Linked DNA regions of Mus musculus: all the other regions are linked to region 3. A link is a contact called in public HiChIP or PLAC-seq data. All regions are on one chromosome and are shown on one strand. The core of a region is the stretch at or near the end of the contact, and the rest is flanking DNA. Distances in the headings are between cores, read along the strand shown. Region 1 overlaps Elfn1 (leucine rich repeat and fibronectin type III, extracellular 1). Region 2 overlaps Elfn1 (leucine rich repeat and fibronectin type III, extracellular 1). Region 3 overlaps Mad1l1 (MAD1 mitotic arrest deficient 1-like 1).

Region 1 (2,700 bases), core at 140-2,639, 280 kb before region 3:
TAACTGTGATACCTCTAAGCTGGCCACTCAAGGGGACATCTTGTCCACGTTGTACATGAAGAAACTGGACCTGAGGGAGGTCTGCTTTTCTTGATGATCTCAGACTCTCTCAGCCCAGCCTGATGATCTGGGACAAGCATGATGGTTTCTGTTTCACAGCAGACAGTGGTGGGTGGCTCAGCGGAATTCTTCAGTCAGTCACCCAGTGACTTTGGATGTGGTTTTTTTCTGTGACTTACTCTCTTCTCTTTTCTCTTGCAGCAGAGAGTACTTCAGGCAGAGGAACCGGGCGAAGCCACCAGGATACACAGGCCCATGGGAAAACAGGCTGTGGCCACCTTGGGACCGGGGAGGACGACAAAGGGCGGCGGGCAGTGAGGGAGCCATTCTCCCTCCCGACACCTGCGTCATGCAGCTTGGGACAGGACATCTCTGACAGTGCAGGCAGTGATCCATCCCACCCCTAAGTCCCCTGGGGGGGCCCACTGCCCAGCCCTCCCCCCATCCCCACAGGCAGTGTCCCGAGATGGCTGGGCACGGGTGGGGTACAGCGTGGGTACTTGTGGCAGCCGCCACGTTACTGCACGCGGGTGGGCTGGCCCAAGGTGACTGCTGGCTGATTGAGGGTGACAAAGGCTTCGTGTGGTTGGCCATCTGCAGCCAGAACCAGCCACCCTATGAGGCCATCCCCCAACAGATCAACAACACCATCGTGGACCTGCGGCTTAACGAGAACCGTATCCGCAGCGTGCAGTACGCCTCCCTGAGCCGCTTCGGAAACCTCACATACCTCAACCTCACCAAGAACGAGATCGGCTACATCGAGGACGGGGCCTTCTCCGGCCAGTTCAACCTCCAGGTGCTGCAGCTGGGCTACAACCGGCTGCGCAACCTCACGGAGGGCATGCTGCGGGGCCTGAGCAAGCTCGAGTACCTGTACCTACAGGCCAACCTCATCGAGGTGGTGATGGCCAGCGCCTTCTGGGAGTGTCCCAACATCGTCAACATAGATCTCTCCATGAATCGCATCCAGCAGCTGGGCAGCGGCACCTTCGCAGGCCTGACCAAGCTCTCGGTGTGTGAGATCTACAGCAACCCTTTCTACTGCTCCTGTGAGCTGCTGGGTTTCCTGCGCTGGCTGGCTGCCTTCACCAACGCCACACAGACCCATGACCGGGTGCAGTGTGAGTCTCCTCCTGTCTACGCAGGCTACTTCCTCCTGGGCCAGGGCCGCCACGGCCACCAACGTAGCATCCTTAGCAAGCTTCAGTCTGTGTGCACAGAGGGCTCCTACACTGCTGAGGTGCTTGGCCCACCCCGTCCGGTGCCAGGCCGGTCACAGCCGGGACATTCGCCACCTCCGCCTCCACCAGAGCCTAGTGACATGCCCTGCGCTGATGACGAGTGCTTCTCCGGAGATGGCACCACGCCGCTGGTGATCCTGACTACGCTGGTCCCTCAGACAGAGGCCCGTCCCTCCATGAAGGTCAAGCAGCTGACCCAAAATTCGGCCACCATCATGGTGCAGCTGCCGAGCCCGTTCAACCGCATGTACACGCTGGAGCAGTACAATAACAGCAAATCGTTCACCGTGTCCAAGCTGACCCAGCCTCAGGAGGAGATCCGCCTCACCAATCTTTACACACTCACCAACTACACATACTGCGTGGTCTCTACCAGCTCCGGCACCCATCATAACCACACCTGCCTTACCATCTGCCTGCCCAAGCCGCCCAGCCCACCGGGCCCCGTGCCCAGCCCCTCCACAGCCACCCACTACATCATGACCATCCTGGGCTGCCTCTTTGGTATGGTACTGGTTCTGGGCGCTGTCTATTACTGCCTGCGCAAGCGGAGGCGACAAGAGGAGAAACACAAGAAGGCTGTGGCAGCGGCAGCTGGCAGCTTGAAAAAAACCATCATCGAGCTTAAGTATGGTCCTGAGATTGAGGCGCCTGGCCTGGCTCCCCTGACCCAGGGTCCGCTGCTTGGCCCTGAGGCTGTGACTCGAATACCCTACCTGCCAGCCGCCACCAGTGACGTGGAGCAGTATAAGCTGGTGGAGAGCAGCGAGACCCCCAAGGCCACCAAGGGGAACTACATTGAAGTGCGCACGGGGGAGCCGCAGGAGCGCAGAGGCTGTGAGCTGAGCCGGCCAGGTGAACCCCAGAGCTCAGTAGCGGAGATCTCCACCATTGCCAAGGAAGTGGACAGAGTCAACCAGATCATTAACAACTGCATCGACGCCCTCAAGTCCGAGTCCACCTCCTTCCAGGGCGCCAAATCAGGGGCCGTGTCTGCGGCTGAGCCGCAGCTGGTGCTGCTGTCCGAGCCTCTGGCCAGCAAGCACAGCTTCCTGTCCCCTGTATACAAAGATGCCTTTGGCCATGGTGGCCTGCAGCGGCACCACAGTGTGGAGGCTGCGCCCGGGCCCCCGAGGGCCAGCACTTCATCCAGCGGTTCTGCACGCAGCCCTCGCACCTTCCGGGCTGAGGCCACCGGCACACATAAGGCCCCAGCCACCGAGACCAAGTACATTGAAAAAAGCTCACCTGTGCCCGAGACCATCCTCACTGTGACACCCGCGGCCACTGTGCTGCGGGCGGAGGCCGACAAGAGTCGCCAGTACGGCGAGCATCGGCACTCATACCCCGGCTCTCACCCTGCCGAGCCACCTGCCCCTCCACCACCTCCACCCAC
Region 2 (2,700 bases), core at 139-2,638, 320 kb before region 3:
GGTTATGAGCTGCCTCTTAAGGACCCTTCAGCTTCTTAAAGAGTGTGTTCTAGCCACCCCCCGCCCTTTATGCAGGGGACCCCAAGGTCTGAATAGCATCAGCCGGCACTCCTGCATGGGCTAGGTTTTCCAGGGCTTTCAGCATGGTGAGGGCTGTAGGCACAGGTTGGGCTGCCGGGAGGTTTGAGGTTTCCCTTAGTCTTAGACACTCATTCATTGTCCGTCCTCGGGGCCAGGAGGAGGGACTGGGCTGGGAAGAGGAGGAGGCTCATTTGCATGGAGTCTCAAAGAGACAGCCAAGAAAAATCAGAGCTAATCATTAGAGGCGGCTGTGGCCACGGGGCTCTAAATTGTATTAGGAGGCTTCTGGTCTTCATTGAATGTATCAGATGCAAAGACAGAGGCAGGAAGCGCTGGGCGGTGACCTGCCTGCCTGCCTGCCTGCCTGCCCGCCCCCGCGGCTGCTTCCTCTGGCTGGAAGCTGGGGGGAGGGCTCTAGAGGGCCCTCTAGAGCCCTCCCCCCAACGCCTGCTTCTCAACCCCCAGCAGCTCCTGTAAGATTTTTCTCAGGGCTCTGTGACCTTGGTCGAGTTACTTTCCTTCTCTGGGCTTGTTTCCTTAATTAGAAGCTAGGAAGGCTGGTTTCCCGAGCGAGCGCCAGAGCTGAAGGAAGTAGAAGCCCAGGAGGGGTCTGAGCCGATCGAGGCTACGGGCAGAGCAAAGATGCTTGTGAGGCCCTGTGTGGCCTCCCTGTCTGCACCATGCAGGCTGGACGATTTACTCTGAACCTCAGTTTTGTTGTCTAGGCAATGGGTAGAGCACAGCATTAACCCAGCACGGTGGCACTTGCCTGTCATCCCAGCACTCATGATGGAGAGGGTACTTGGGAGGTCACCGTGGACTCTCCTTGGGGGTACATAGAGTACCCAGGAAGTGATCTAGAAGCAGACTCCCTTCTGGGGGGTCTGGCTTGGAGCAGGTGTGGCTTCCTCTTCCTTGTGGGGTTCCAGAAACTTCAGAGATGTGGCATCCAGGTTTGGAGGTGGTTATGGCTGGAGGGTTTTTTCCGAATCCAGGGGAGCCTGACTGTGTCGAAGTGATGTGTCCTGAGGAGGTTCCAGGGAGGCCTGTATCCTCTGTCTGGGCAGATGCATCGGCCTTGGGTGCCAAAGGCTGGTAGGGCCCCAGAGTTATGTGCCCAGCCTGCAAGTGTGTGCCGGGGGAGCCACATCTTTCGTGAGGGCACAAACACGTGTGCTAGCAGACCCTGTGCAGAGTGTGCATATCTGTAGTTATACAGTCACCCGGTGGGGCCGCTATACCCGTATGACCATGGAGAGAGTCAAATATCCACGGATGTGTGCTTCCCCATCCCGTGTGCTCGAGCGCAGCTGTGTGCACCCCGCACTTGCTCCCCCCTGCTCGTCCCCATGGCAACCCCAGCAGTGTGTCCTGGTGAGGCATAGAGCAGGTGTCGGGAGATCTCTGCTGGTGCTAGGGAGTTACAAGGGAGGGGCTCCCCAGAGTGGGCAGGGCCGTCTGGGGTTCTTGGGCAGAGGCTTTGGGTTTAGGAGAATCTTCTGGAAGCCCCTAACTGTGATTCCTACAGGATGAGTCACAGGCCCGTCTGGTCAGGATTTAGTTCTGTGTGGTCCTTGATGACAGATCAGCAGCATGTTGGGGGGGGGGGGGCTCATTCCCATTTTCTGGGAAGGTAAACTGAGTCCTCAAGCTGCTGACCCTGGATCCTCAGGCAGCCCAGGAGAACATGGGTTCCTTACTCTTCCTCTCCCACCTTCATGGAGAGAGAGGAAGTGGTTCTGCCCCACCCCCCACCCCCCTGCTCCTGTTCCAGGCATGGGTGGAGTGGGTGGAGCCCTTGCCTTAAAACCCAGCTACCCAGTGGTTCAATGATTCTTTTGCCATTTGGCTGATTGCTGGAGAACTCTGTCTTGAGACCTATGGCTCAGGCGCTCCCCACCCGCATGTGAAGTCATCCAGCTCGGGCTGGCAGGGTTCCCATGGCAACAGCAGTGACGTCACAAAGGCTGGAGGAGGAGAGCTGGAGGGAGGTGTGGGGTGAGGCCAAGGAGGGGATTCCTGGCTTCTCTCCTGCTCTGACCACTTGTTACCGAGCAGGCACAAGCCAGTGACACTGGGAATAGGTCCTGAATGTTCCCCCACAGCCCTCAGAGATAGACGGAGTTAGGGACACCCTCCTGTCCAGGTGCCAAGTCCCTTTGGGAGTGAGGAGGTGGGCGTGAGCCTCAGAAGCATAGATGTCACGGTCACCTGGCCTGATTAACTAGCTGCTCTTGCCAAACTTTGAGTGACAGCCTTCAAGGGCCTATGACTGTGCAGGTCACCGCCATCTGTCCCTGTGGGGATGGGGGATCTGTACCTGAGTTTCTTGCTTCGTTTTTATTACGTGCGTGTGAGTGTGTATGTGCACGCTCATGCTTGCACTTGGGCACATATCATGGTGAGCCTGTGGAGGTCAGAGGACAGCTCCCAAGCTTCAGTTGTCAGTTCTCTCTCCTTCCATCGCACTGGGTCCTGAGATCAAACTCAGGCTTGGTGGCAAGTGCTTTTCCCTGCTGAGCCTTCTCTCCAGCTGCTCTCTCACCTTTAAGGCACCTTTGTAGCCCAGGCTTGCTCAGCGGAGGATAACCTTAAACTTCTGATCCTCCTGCCTCTACC
Region 3 (2,700 bases), core at 190-2,689:
ATTTTTCTTCCAAAAAAAAGGGGGGGGGCAGGAGGATGTGGGAACAGGAGACTTGAGTTTGGATCACTGAAACCCTCCAAAAAGCCAGGGGCAATAGTGGATGTCTGTAACTCCAGCGCTGGGAAGGAAGAGACAGGACACTGGAGAAGCTTGTCTACCTAAATCAGTGAGCTCCAGGTTCAAGCAAAAGACATTGTCTCAGAAAGTGAGGGTAATGGAAGAAGACACCCTTGGCCTTCATGTACACACATATACACACATGTACACATACATACAAATGAATGAGGGGAAAAATGGGGATGGTGTCTTCAGGACTCTATCAGGAAGTAAGGGTCACATCAGAGGGATCCAGAGTATGACAAGAAAAGGACATGGCTGTGGGCATGCTGTGAGCCATGCTGTGTATTGTATGCTGTATGCTGGACACGGGCTGGGCAGAATTGAGAGAGGACCATGGGACAGGGCAGCTCCCATGGCAACAGAGCTAAGCACTCAGAAAGTGATTGCATTGGGGTAGATGGGGGTGACGTTTTCTCTGGTGCTTGAATAAAAGAGGGAGTTTCACATTTTATCCACTTCTACATTCCTTAACAATAAGAGCTTATTTAAAAACCCATGAATATGTAAATACCATTTTAAATATGGATATGCAAGACATACAGAGCAACAGTCCGTGTGGGTGAGAAATGTTAACCGCAGCTCCCCTAGTTGAAGAGCCAGCACAAGCAGACTAAGAGGGCCGGGTCTGGAACGCTGGCCCTCCCCAACTCCATGACTGGGTGGTTGGGGCTGGGTAGGCCTGGAGCACAGCAACCTGGCCCTTGAAGAAGGAGTATGCACATCTTCCCACCACACACAGGGCCTATCATCAAGGGGCCTTTCACCCTCACAGCTGTGTATCTCCACAAATTCAGTAAAGGACCCAAGCCTTGCTCTGTATCCCAGGATGCACTGGCCATCCTTTTGGGGATGTGGGTACCCAGACTTGGTCTCAAGGCAAAGCAGTAGAAGAGAGGCAGCCTGAAACAGGAATGTCTTAAACAGAGCCAAAGCCAAGCTAGGGTTGGGGCTTATATCACTACACACACACATACATTCTCTCTCTCTCTCTCTCTCTCTCTCTCTCTCTCTCTCTCTGTCTCTCCCCCCCCCTGTCTCCCCCTCCCTCCCTCCCTCCCTCCTGGACTCACCAGCCCACCCCAGCAAAGAATGGGAAGGTAAAGATTATACAGCTCAAGAGCAGAAGTGAGCTCCAGGTAGGCACCTATGACAGATGCCCACCCATCTCAAGGTCTTTCCAGCCTCTCTTTATCTCTCCACTCTCTCTCCTACTAACTGGTCACAAAATTTATAGACTTGGTTTGGATGCCTCCACTGGGGAGGCTATGGAAGGAAGCTTTGAGGAGTGAGCAGATAGGGCTCGAAATGCTGCAGGCACCATCTCATGTCCAAAGCTGGGCACTGCAGCCAGCTGCCAAAGCCTTCTGAAGCTGCCCTATGCTCAGAGCATAAACCTGGCCCGGCTCAAGCACAGACAGCTCTTGACAGTGCTATTGGGTTCTGTTCCTGGAAGGAAGGAAACACACACAGGCAAGAAGAGGGGGGTATCTTAAAGGGGGTGGGGATCAGGCTCGGACAGAGAGGCTAGGAATTCCCAGCTATGGTGGGCACTGTGGGAGCCTCCAGTTAAACTTGCCTGCCTTCATGTCCCCTTCAGAACACAGTGTGATAAGGGGACTGTATAAGCAGGAATAGTATCAGAGATCAGCCCACTGGGTCCCTAAACCTCAATAGCAGCACTCTGGGCCTGTTCTATGGAACCTGAACTTACCAGATGGAAGGTGACAACCTGTACACAGGAACTAACAAAACACTGCTACACAGCCATGCTCAAAGCCTTTGTCTGATAGGGATATCAGAGGAAGAGATGGTAAGTAGGAGCCATTACTTGGTAGGTAAACTGTCTTGAGCTTGGACTAGCCCATTAGTCAAATACCACAATGCCTAGTGCATTCTGCAGTCTGGGATATAACAAGACCAGATCAATTTGGTGTGGGCAGCCTGCATAGCCATGCCCAGGTTACTATGTGAGTGGTTCTGGGAGGCAGGCTCAGTGTTGACCCACAGTTGACATAAAAGTTAAAGAGAGCCGGGCGTGGTGGCGCACGCCTTTAATCCCAGCACTCGGGAGGCAGAGGCAGGTGGATTTCTGAGTTCCAGGCCAGCCTGGTCTACAGAGTGAGTTCCAGGACAGCCAGGGCTACACAGAGAAATCCTGTCTCAAAAAAAAAAAAAAAAAAAAAAAAAGTTAAAGAGAATCAGGATAGAGGGATTCCCTGCTGAGCCACTCCAGCTTCCAAAGAAAGGCCACAGAGCCCACTGTCACAAGGAAGGGAAAGGTAGATGTGTGGGTAGGAGGTAAACGTGCATAGAGTCAGACATCCTCAGACGACCATGAGTCCTAGCCAGGCACTCCTGGGTCTGCAGGTGGCTAAGAGCAGCATACTCCTTGCAGGACAGCCATGAGCTCTATGTCACTAGTGCTGCAGAAGGCACGAGAAAAGTGCTCAGACTCAGGTAGCCACTCTCCACATTCCAAGGCAAATTTTAAGCTGCTTAATACCAGTTCTGGTATTACAGGATCTAAACAAAACATCTTAGCATCTGCTAAGAAATGTTCCCTCAACAACTTTTATAGCC

What was found. HiChIP or PLAC-seq counts read pairs in DNA pulled down with a chosen protein or histone mark.
Region 1: a contact with region 3 is called in an H3K27ac HiChIP or PLAC-seq map of VIP interneurons, with 3 times the contacts expected there. The contact joins two enhancer-like sites. A contact is called at or near these places in 1 of 484 Hi-C or Micro-C datasets (cerebral cortex), 1 of 115 datasets of contacts at active chromatin or transcription factors (VIP interneurons) and 1 of 9 other capture datasets (embryonic stem cells).
Region 2: an H3K27ac HiChIP or PLAC-seq map of SST interneurons shows a contact between it and region 3, with 4 times the contacts expected there. The contact joins two enhancer-like sites. A contact is called at or near these places in 2 of 484 Hi-C or Micro-C datasets (bone marrow-derived macrophages and cerebral cortex) and 4 of 115 datasets of contacts at active chromatin or transcription factors (SST interneurons, VIP interneurons, bone marrow-derived macrophages and 1 more).

The regions. Positions count from the first base shown.
Region 1 is chr5:139,970,717-139,973,416 of GRCm38.p6, forward strand. Elfn1 (leucine rich repeat and fibronectin type III, extracellular 1) reads left to right here. Exons shown (of 2, transcript NM_001384186.1): 2 at 262-2,700. The coding sequence starts at 527. Among named protein-coding and RNA genes, the nearest start is that of Elfn1, 64 kb to the left of the region's middle. Within about 2 kb of position 1,390, at least 2 of the 459 cell types and tissues checked have an H3K27ac peak or open chromatin away from gene starts, as enhancers often do. A contact at or near this core is called in VIP interneurons, where this site is marked.
Region 2 is chr5:139,930,758-139,933,457 of GRCm38.p6, forward strand. The region is part of intron 1 of Elfn1 (leucine rich repeat and fibronectin type III, extracellular 1); the gene reads left to right. Among named protein-coding and RNA genes, the nearest start is that of Elfn1, 24 kb to the left of the region's middle. Within about 2 kb of position 1,389, at least 149 of the 459 cell types and tissues checked have an H3K27ac peak or open chromatin away from gene starts, as enhancers often do. A contact at or near this core is called in SST interneurons and cerebral cortex, where this site is marked.
Region 3 is chr5:140,249,127-140,251,826 of GRCm38.p6, forward strand. The region is part of intron 10 of Mad1l1 (MAD1 mitotic arrest deficient 1-like 1); the gene reads right to left. Among named protein-coding and RNA genes, the nearest start is that of Gm16120, 42 kb to the left of the region's middle. Within about 2 kb of position 1,440, at least 23 of the 459 cell types and tissues checked have an H3K27ac peak or open chromatin away from gene starts, as enhancers often do. A contact at or near this core is called in SST interneurons, VIP interneurons and cerebral cortex, where this site is marked.